Regions from separate parts of the Mus musculus genome. Here all the other regions are linked to region 3. A link is a contact called in public HiChIP or PLAC-seq and promoter capture Hi-C data. All regions are on one chromosome and are shown on one strand. Each heading gives the region's core, a stretch centred on a gene start, on an enhancer-like site or on the middle of the called end of the contact. The rest is flanking DNA. Distances are from core to core; before and after follow the strand shown. Region 1 holds the start of Bean1 (brain expressed, associated with Nedd4, 1). Region 2 has its middle 19 kb from the start of Ces3b. Region 3 holds the start of Pdp2 (pyruvate dehyrogenase phosphatase catalytic subunit 2).

Region 1 (2,700 bases), core at 140-2,639, 420 kb before region 3:
CCCACACCCCTAAAACACATAGACACTCAGGCCTGCCAAAGAGTGACCACTCAACAGCTGGAAGATTTGTCTGGATCAACTGATGTCTGTTCATTGAGTCATGGCCAGTCTTGGTGCAGTGGGCAGAGCTGTGGCCTCTAGTCCTAGCTCCCTGGTTTGGACCTATCCTGGTCTTTTGTTTGTCCACAAAATAAATGAAATGTCTGGGTTTGGACAACGGGCCCACCCAAGCCTTTTCTGACCTCGCTGCTCAAACGGCTCAAGCTTCCCCCCCCCCAACCCCCAAAACAGACCCAGTGAGCTGAGATCAACCCCTCTATGTGTTCAGAAGGGAAGCCAGTCAAGGATGCTGAGTCCCAAATGAACGGTTGCCCACAGAGGCTGGGAGGGGCTCTAACCCTGACTCTCCACACCTAGCAAAGCTGAGGTACAAAGCCTTCTGCTTTCTCCTGGAGGCTGTTTTGTCCCCACCTCCCAGTTGGCGCCTGCAGCTGGCTCAAGTCTCTTCCACAAGGTCCCCAGGGCTCCTCTGCTTCCCCAAGGTTTTTATCATCAACATGTTCAACTCTTTGTCATCATGTTTTATTTTCAAGAACTGCCTTCCAGCCAGTGGCAGGCGTCAGAGTTTCAGGTGTCCTTCCTTCTTCAAACCTCAGCTCCCTCATCAATAAAGTAAGGGCTTGGAGAGGGTTGGCAACAACTCAATTTATGGATTCCCTGGTCAGATTTACCAACTGTCACCCTGGACAGACCCCTGCAGTCTCACTAAGATGTATCAGCCCTGAGGGACTCTCCCTGATGAGTAAATGTTCCAAGTGATTCTACCAGTAACTGTAGAGCACACCAGCATATTTAAATGTGCGATAAGCAGAGACCTTGTAATAATAACAGGCCTAGGAATGGGCTGCGGCATGCCAGAGGCCGCAAAGTGGGGTGCATACAGGGAAGGAGCTGGAGCCCAGGTCCCTCCCCTGAGCCAGGCATCTTCCAAGGTAGGCTTGCATCTGCCAAGACTGAGCACCAGGACAGAGGGCATCAGGTGGGCAAGGGAAGAAGAAAATAAGCCTGCTGATAGCTCAAATTGAAGGCCTTGGTCAAGCCTACGTGAAGAGAATTCGAACAGCTGGGAACCAGTGGCCTTGACGGGCTCCTCTGCCCAAACCAAAGGCCAGCAGCAGCCTGTGTCCCTTCTGCTGCCTCTACCCTGCCTTCTGCCCTTAGCTCTTGCCTCTGTCCAACCTTTCTGGCTGTCCATCTCTGACATATGGTTGGTTCACCCTTCTCTGCACGTGTCTGTCTGTCCACCCTTCACAAGTCCTCCTGGTGTGCCGGCCTCCCTACATCCCTCGGCCTCCCCGCCGCCCTGCCCCGCCCGCCCGCCTGCCCGCTGCCCGACGCTGTGTGGGTGTCGGGCTGGCTGTGCGCAGAGGGGCGCGGCTCGCCGCTCCCACCTCCTCCGCGTCCCCATCTCAGCAATGACCCGGGCCGTGGCGCCACCGAGCTGAGACCGGGGAGCCGCGCCGCCGCCGAGGAGGGCCCAAGAGGGTGACGGTGGAACGAGCGGCGGCGCGGGGACCGCGACGGAGGGACGGGCGGGGCTGCTGTTCCTGCTGCAGGGCAGGGCAGGGCAGGGCAGGGCCCCGGAGACCGCCGGCGGCTGTTTGCCCGCGGATCGAGGGCGCGGGTCCGTTCTGCCCGGCCCCGCCGGTGCGCCCCGCCCCTGCACGCACAGCAGGCCCAGGCGAAGCGGCTGGGACGCCCCAGCCCAGCCGGAGCGCCACGGCATCCGAGCGGGAGCCGGAGCCCGAGCGGGACCGGAGCTGGAGCCGAAGCTGGAGCCGGCACTGCGGCGCACGGAGCGGAGCGCCGCAGCCAAGCCGAGTAAGGGGCGCGGGGCGCGGGGAGGGCCGCAGACGGGGGTACCGCTGCTTATGCACGCAGCTGGGGACGCGCTGGGCGGCGGGGGACGTGGTCCCGAGCGGAACCTCAGCGCGCGAGGAACTGAGCGGTTTGCCCGAGACTCCTGCGGTTCCTGATCCCGCATCCTCCCCACACCCGAGAGGGTCACCGGGACCCGCGAATCCCCGGGGAAACGCGAGGAATCCGAGGTCTGCCTGAGTCTCAGACGAGTATCCTCCCGGGATGCAAGCCCATGACAGGGTCCCCAGCCCTGTGCCCTCGGTTTGGAGGGTCGCTGACCAGTCCACTCAAGAAAAGATACTAGGGCACACTCTTGTCTGGGGTGAGAGGAGAGGGACTGGGGTTTTACAGAGTTTGAGCCTGAACCCTCTCCCACCACCTTAAGCCAGGAAGTTTGACAATTCAACGGCCCAGTCACTTGGACCATGCCTCATTTTGTCTTACCTAGGATAGAAAGAGCATCCTTGCCGCTCCCCCCACCTACCCTCTCCCTTCATAAGGAAGACTTTCCTGTGCAGTCCCTTGCAAAGGACCCGAAGCTGAATCCGAGGTGGCAGTTCCTCTGACTACGCAGCACTAAGTGGTACCTGCCACTCTCCCCTTCCCAAGCTCGGCAATGCCCACCCTTGCCCCCCCCCCCGCTTCCTCCTTTCCTGGTTGTCCTTCGGGCTCTGTAGTCTAGGGACAGGTGCGTAGTATCGACCCTGGGCTACGTTTCTCAGCCACCCCTGTGCCAGCATGGGCAGCCAAACCCAGCCTGGGAAGGGACGAGCACAAGTG
Region 2 (2,849 bases), core at 237-2,736, 510 kb after region 3:
ACAAACCTGGGTATGCCTCGTAGTTAAAACATTCCTGGGAACATCTTGACCATAAGATAAAGGGGACTGTGAAGACATAGCAGGGCTATATTATCTGAGTCAACACCATCTGGCCGGAACCTCCCCTCTGTCTATTGCCCCTTGGCGCCGGGTAAAAGTCATACATCAACTGGTTGCTATGTGAACAAAGATAAGCCCCCAGCCCACAGGAACAAAGTCCTGATGCACTGTGTTCTTTCTGTTAATGTTTGAATAAGCCAATAGTGTGTCGCTATGCTGAATTCCACACCCCTAAGCCCCGTACCCCATAAAAGCCCCTGGCTTTCGAGCCTCGTGGCCGGCATCTGTTATCTCCTGTGTGGGATTCATGCCGGTCCGGAGCTCCGTAATTAAACGTCCTCATGTAATTACAGCGAGTGGGTCCTCGTGTTTCTTTGGGTGCTCTCACACTCCCGAGACTAGAGTGGGGGTCCCCGAAAGGGGGTCTTACAGCGCATGCCTGAAATCTCATCACTCAGGAGGCAGAGGCAGGTGGATTTCTGAGTTCGAGGCCAGCCTGGTCTACAAAGTGAGTTCCAGGACAGCCAGGGCTATACAGAGAAACTCTGTCTCAAAAAAACCAAAAAACCAAAAAAAAAAAAAAAAAAAAAAAAAAAAGTTGTTAAACAAAATCAAGGGGTAGACATCCAGCAGATAAAATTTTACCCATTTTTCTTTTAAACATGAAACACAGAACAACAATCACTCAAAAATGAAACAAAAACAGACATAACAGACATAAATTGATGCACATGAACAGATTGGTGCACCAATGACAGACAATTGACAGAGAGGGAAGAGAACTTGATGTCCCAAAGGGACCTAGATATAACCTTGCCACACCCTCCAATGAAGTCTGCTTGACCGGCTGAAAAGCCTAGAAGCCACTCAGGAGGCAAAGAGTTTCACGGAAACTCATCTCCTGGAGTTTTGGCATTCTCATTAACCCATATACTCATACCCTATTCCCATGTTAGTCCTGTGAATGGATCCACGTGCTCTCTTTTAGTATTATTTTATTATAAGTGCTTTTTAAGATTAAATTCTGATATAGTTAAGTCTCCCACCAGTGTTCCAAGGTTCCAGAAGCCAAGGAGCTTGGAATCCTCTAAGAATGCAGTAAGGAAGTTACCTATTCAGTAACTAATTAAGCATTACAAAAGACGGAGCCAGCAGCTCAGAGATGGTCTGCAAAGTATTTACTAAGGACAGTAGCAAATCTCACCCAAACAAGGGAATACCATAATAGAGCCTGGGAATCCCACTGAGATAGAAATCTTCAGTACAGGCTATATTGCATATTAGAAGCAAGTTGGTGAATTCTTCTGACAAATGGAGATTCTTCAGATACTTAAAAGTTACACTCATATAAGAATTTACTAAGGCCTAGGAAATAGGGGGGTGTGGTATTGCATTAGCAAAACCCCCTGGTGCTAGCTTTCACAAGGCTCAAAGGAATAACACTAGAGTGTGAAATCCTTACCTGTCATTAAGCTGACTCTAGGTAGGACTGCTTTTTCTTTACTGTAAACATTTACCTGGTTCCTGTAAATCCTTTGAAGTCATTCCTTTGTTTTGTGTCAGGCGACTTCAATGTACTTTGCCTGCTGTGACTTCCTACCCCTTTTATTTTCTGTACTATATAAGACTGGTGTTCACTTTGTGACAATACATTCAGATTCTACACAATCTCGCGTGTTGGTCTGTCTGTCACCCGCCGACTCCTTGCCCATCTGCACCCAGAAACCTGTTCAATGCAGACAGAGGGACCCAGAGGGTCTGCGGCATAACCTGAATGAAGGATATCTCCAGTAGGAGCCAGAGAGGAAGTAGGATGTCTCTCAATTTCCTCCTGTCCCTAGGAGAGCTCTGAAATAACTTATATGCATTTTCCTTCTCTTTTGCTAATTCATCCCACTCAAGGTCTGTTTAGCTTGCTCAAGGCTAGGGAAGCTTGAAACCAAAACATATGCCTTGTCTCTCTATCTTTTTATAAACACAACAGTTGTTTGTTTGGGTTTTTTGTTTTGATTGTTTGTATGTAATTGGGACAGGGTTTCTCTGTGTGGCCATGGTTGCCCTAGAACTCACTCTGTAGACCAGGCTGGCCTCAAACTCCACCTGCTTCTTCCCCCCAGCACCCTCACCCCAACAAGTGACTAGTTTGTTTTTGTTGTTGTTGTTGTTCAAGTTTTTTGCAGTGTAGGTAAACAAGTCCTCTGCTTAATACTTAGGCAAATTCTTTGTGGTCTTTATAGTTGCTCATTTGTTCCACTTGTAATGTGATGTAGTCCTATACTGTCTTCCATGAGCATTTGAAAGATGATCATCCATAAAGCACCTAGATCAGCACCCAGCAAAAGCTCGGCAAATGTTCACTGTCCTCTCTACAGGCACGAATTCCAGGGATCTCTCATTTCCAGTTAATGATTACTGAACTGAGTCAATTAGAGTCGTCACAATTTTAGTATGCTTAGTAGAATGGGCGTCTTCTACCAAGAAATAATTTGGAGTTTATAGCAGGCCAAAGATGCCCACGATGATGCTCTGAATGGCTGATTGATTGTTCTATGGGAGTCCCTGCTCTTCTTGGGGAACTGAAGCTGTCACTGTTGTACAATCTCCTTCCCTAATGTGATTGTAGCCCCCTTGTTCACCCACCTTGGCATTTTAACCTACTACAAACCATCTCTACACTCATTTCTGTACCACTTTATCTAGTTCCTAAGACCACAACAAGGACAAGATGAGGCTCTGAAAGGGACATTAATCCTGCTACTTGGAGATAGCATCAATCTCCTTCCTCTTCC
Region 3 (2,714 bases), core at 168-2,667:
TCTCAAGGCATAAAAAGGGGAAGGGGTAGGGTAGGATGGGAGGGGAGAGGGGGACAGGGTAGAGTAACGAAGATCTATCTATGATAGTGTTTGATAGTATTCAGGAGGCTCTAGGTTCAATCCTCAGTATCACAAAACCAAAGCAAAACCCAGAACAAAAACAGGGATTTAGCAAACGCCTTTAATCCCAGAATTTGGGAGGCAGAAGTAGGTGGATCTTTGTACATTGGAGACCAGCCGGTTCTACATAGCTAGTTCTAGACCAGCTAGGGCTACCTAGTGAGATGCTACCTCAAAAACACAAATAAAACAAAACACTCCCAAGCAACCACCTCCTTGAGAGGCCTGAGGCCCAGTAAGGGGACACATCACAGAAATACAGCAGGAACACTTTTACCTCAGACGTGACTTTGGGTAAACCAGCTTGCCTTTCTTTCCAGAGACAGCACTCTCAGACCTTTCTGCTATCTCTTATCTCTCTTTGACTTCAAGAAAGGACTCTACTGACTCACACATTATAAGGTGAAGACCAGACTCAGCTATTGTTAGGACCAGAAGGCAAGGAGGGAAAGCTCTGGACCTCTCTGGTTCTGGCTCTCCCAAGCTACCAACAAGTAAAGGTGCGGCTAACATCACTTGTCGCTAAGAGGCCAATGTAATTGAGAATTCAAAATGGTGGTTAGTAAGGAGCCAATGAACTCTTTAGATCAGAAATGTGAGTATTAGAAGGTTCCTTCTAGCTGTTTGTAAAGGAAGGAAAATCGGTTGGGACTAAGTGTAATTTGGAAGTAGGGGGCCTTAAAGGCTTTGGAGTCTGGCATTGGCAAATGGATGGGTGGGAAGGGACTTAGGAGGTGGGAATGACAGGATTAAAGTGTGTGACAGTAAGGGAAGCATCAAATTGACCCTGGTGTTTGGACTTGGGTCTTCTGGGGCCGGCGAAGCCATTGCTGGTTTAGGAAGAAAAGCAGGTTTGACTGGAAGATAAGGTCAGGGCAAGTAGAACCTAGAGTGTCCATAAAGCCTTCAAGATAGGTGTCCAAAGATAATAAAGATGTGGCACTTTGGAGAGAGGCTTGGAGGGAACGGAACAAAACCCGGGAGGAATCTATGTGAGAATGAACTGTAAAGAACTGGAGAGGTCTCTTGGTTCTGGCTTTGCAGGGTGTGGTGATAAGGGAAGCTTGGGGAAGAGCCCCACGTGACGACCTACTGGCGCAGCGGCTGCACAAAAGCCACGGGTAACCCCAGGGGGTAGAGTGCAGGGTGGCCCCTCCCGGCCCCGCCCCTCTGCCTTCCTTTTGCCCTCCTCATCCATTGGGTAATCTCAATGTCCGTCAAGGGCCCGCCTCCAAGGATAAGCCAATCAGGAATGGCGGGAGGGATATTTCTTTTGGTGCTGGTTCCTCGACTGGGGGCCTCTCCAGGGAAGTAAAACCCAGTCGCAGCAACCGCGGAACTGTGCTCAGGACCAGAGTGAGCCGAGAGGATCCGCCGAGTGCCAGCGGCGCCAGCTGGGGAGGAGAGGACGAGGATACGAGGTAAGGAAGGGGACGATTCGGGGTGCGGACGCCTTCCCTAGCCTAGTTTACGGGTACCTCAGGTGATGGGGCGGAGAGGGGGATGAGGTGAGAGGGCGGGACGAGCTGGCCCCTGGTCATGGTCACCCCACTCGCGCGCACGCGCCACGTGGGCCCGCGCACTGGTGGAGGAGACGACTGCTTAGCCGGTTCTCTGCACCAGCTTCCTTAGTACTGGAGCACCGGTGAGCTGGACGTCGCAACTGGATTCTTACACCTTGGAAAGCCAAGGCTCAGCCACTAAACGGGGGCTGGGATTTCTTAGAGCCTTGCGGTCCAGCCAAGAAATCAAGAGACTTGGTTTCTTTAGGGGTGCTAAATTCTTTCTGTCCCATTGGAGGCGAATGGTTTTCATTGCGCACAGCTGCCTGTCCTTTCTGCAGGGTCAAGGGGCGTCTGAGGCCATCTGCCCCTGTCCGACCTCATCTGTCCCAAGTTCAGCGGGATGGGTATTGGCTTTGGGAAATCGGTTTGACAGTGCGTTTATACCCTTTGACCTACTGGTTTTGGAAATAAGTAAGGGAAAGGTGACTGCAAATGCCATGTAATTTGGTACCAGGTTAGTGGAAACAAGCTCCAAGTCACCAGTAGTTGTGAATGTTTATGCCAAAAACCATAAATAGTACTATCACTGAAAACATTGCCTTTAATAGGAAATCATGTTCACAGTAGTTGGCCCAATGATATAAAAATCTGTACAGAATGTATCCCAAGGACAAAAATAGTGGCTCCCTCCTTTTGTTGATTTTTGAGACAGTTTCTCTGTGTACCTGGTCTCAAATTCTGCCTGCCTTTTCCTTCTAAGTGCTGGGATTAAAGGCGTGCACCCACACTCCCAGTTTCAACCCCCCCCCCCCATTCCCATGGGCTTACTTTGTCAAGCAAAGTAACAGTCTGCAATGTAGATCAGGCTGGCTTTGAACTCACAGATCAGCTTGCCTCTTCACCTTTGCTTCCGGAATTCTGGAATTAAAGGCGTGATAGCACTGTGACGGCTCAGAAGTGTCGTATTTTATTAAGTCTTTACAGAACGTTGTGAAATCTTGACATGGTGCACACACTTTTAATCTCATGAGGTATTGAGAACGTCAGAGCAGGCAGATCTCTGATTTTGAGGACAGCTTGACCTACACA

What was found. Promoter capture Hi-C pulls out the DNA fragments that hold promoters and counts their contacts. HiChIP or PLAC-seq counts read pairs in DNA pulled down with a chosen protein or histone mark.
Region 1: a promoter capture Hi-C map of pre-B cells shows a contact between it and region 3, with 5 times the contacts expected there. The contact joins the promoter of Bean1 here to the promoter of Pdp2 in region 3. A contact is called at or near these places in 5 of 39 promoter capture datasets (the 3T3-L1 cell line, hippocampal neurons, pre-B cells and 1 more), 2 of 484 Hi-C or Micro-C datasets (embryonic stem cells and olfactory sensory neurons), 1 of 115 datasets of contacts at active chromatin or transcription factors (pancreatic cancer cells) and 1 of 9 other capture datasets (pancreatic islet).
Region 2: a contact with region 3 is called in an H3K27ac HiChIP or PLAC-seq map of embryonic stem cells, with 4 times the contacts expected there. The contact joins the enhancer-like site here to the promoter of Pdp2 in region 3. A contact is called at or near these places in 4 of 39 promoter capture datasets (the 3T3-L1 cell line, the C10 cell line, hippocampal neurons and 1 more), 4 of 484 Hi-C or Micro-C datasets (the AML12 cell line, B cells, muscle stem cells and 1 more) and 1 of 115 datasets of contacts at active chromatin or transcription factors (embryonic stem cells).

The regions. Positions count from the first base shown.
Region 1 is chr8:104,169,124-104,171,823 of GRCm38.p6, forward strand. Bean1 (brain expressed, associated with Nedd4, 1) reads left to right here and starts at 1,390. Exons shown (of 5, transcript NM_001141924.1): 1 at 1,390-1,881.
Region 2 is chr8:105,101,400-105,104,248 of GRCm38.p6, forward strand. No RefSeq gene overlaps it. Among named protein-coding and RNA genes, the nearest start is that of Ces3b, 19 kb to the left of the region's middle. Within about 2 kb of position 1,487, at least 7 of the 459 cell types and tissues checked have an H3K27ac peak or open chromatin away from gene starts, as enhancers often do. A contact at or near this core is called in embryonic stem cells, where this site is marked.
Region 3 is chr8:104,590,055-104,592,768 of GRCm38.p6, forward strand. It overlaps Pdp2 (pyruvate dehyrogenase phosphatase catalytic subunit 2), which reads left to right and starts at 1,418. Exons shown (of 2, transcript NM_001024606.2): 1 at 1,418-1,541.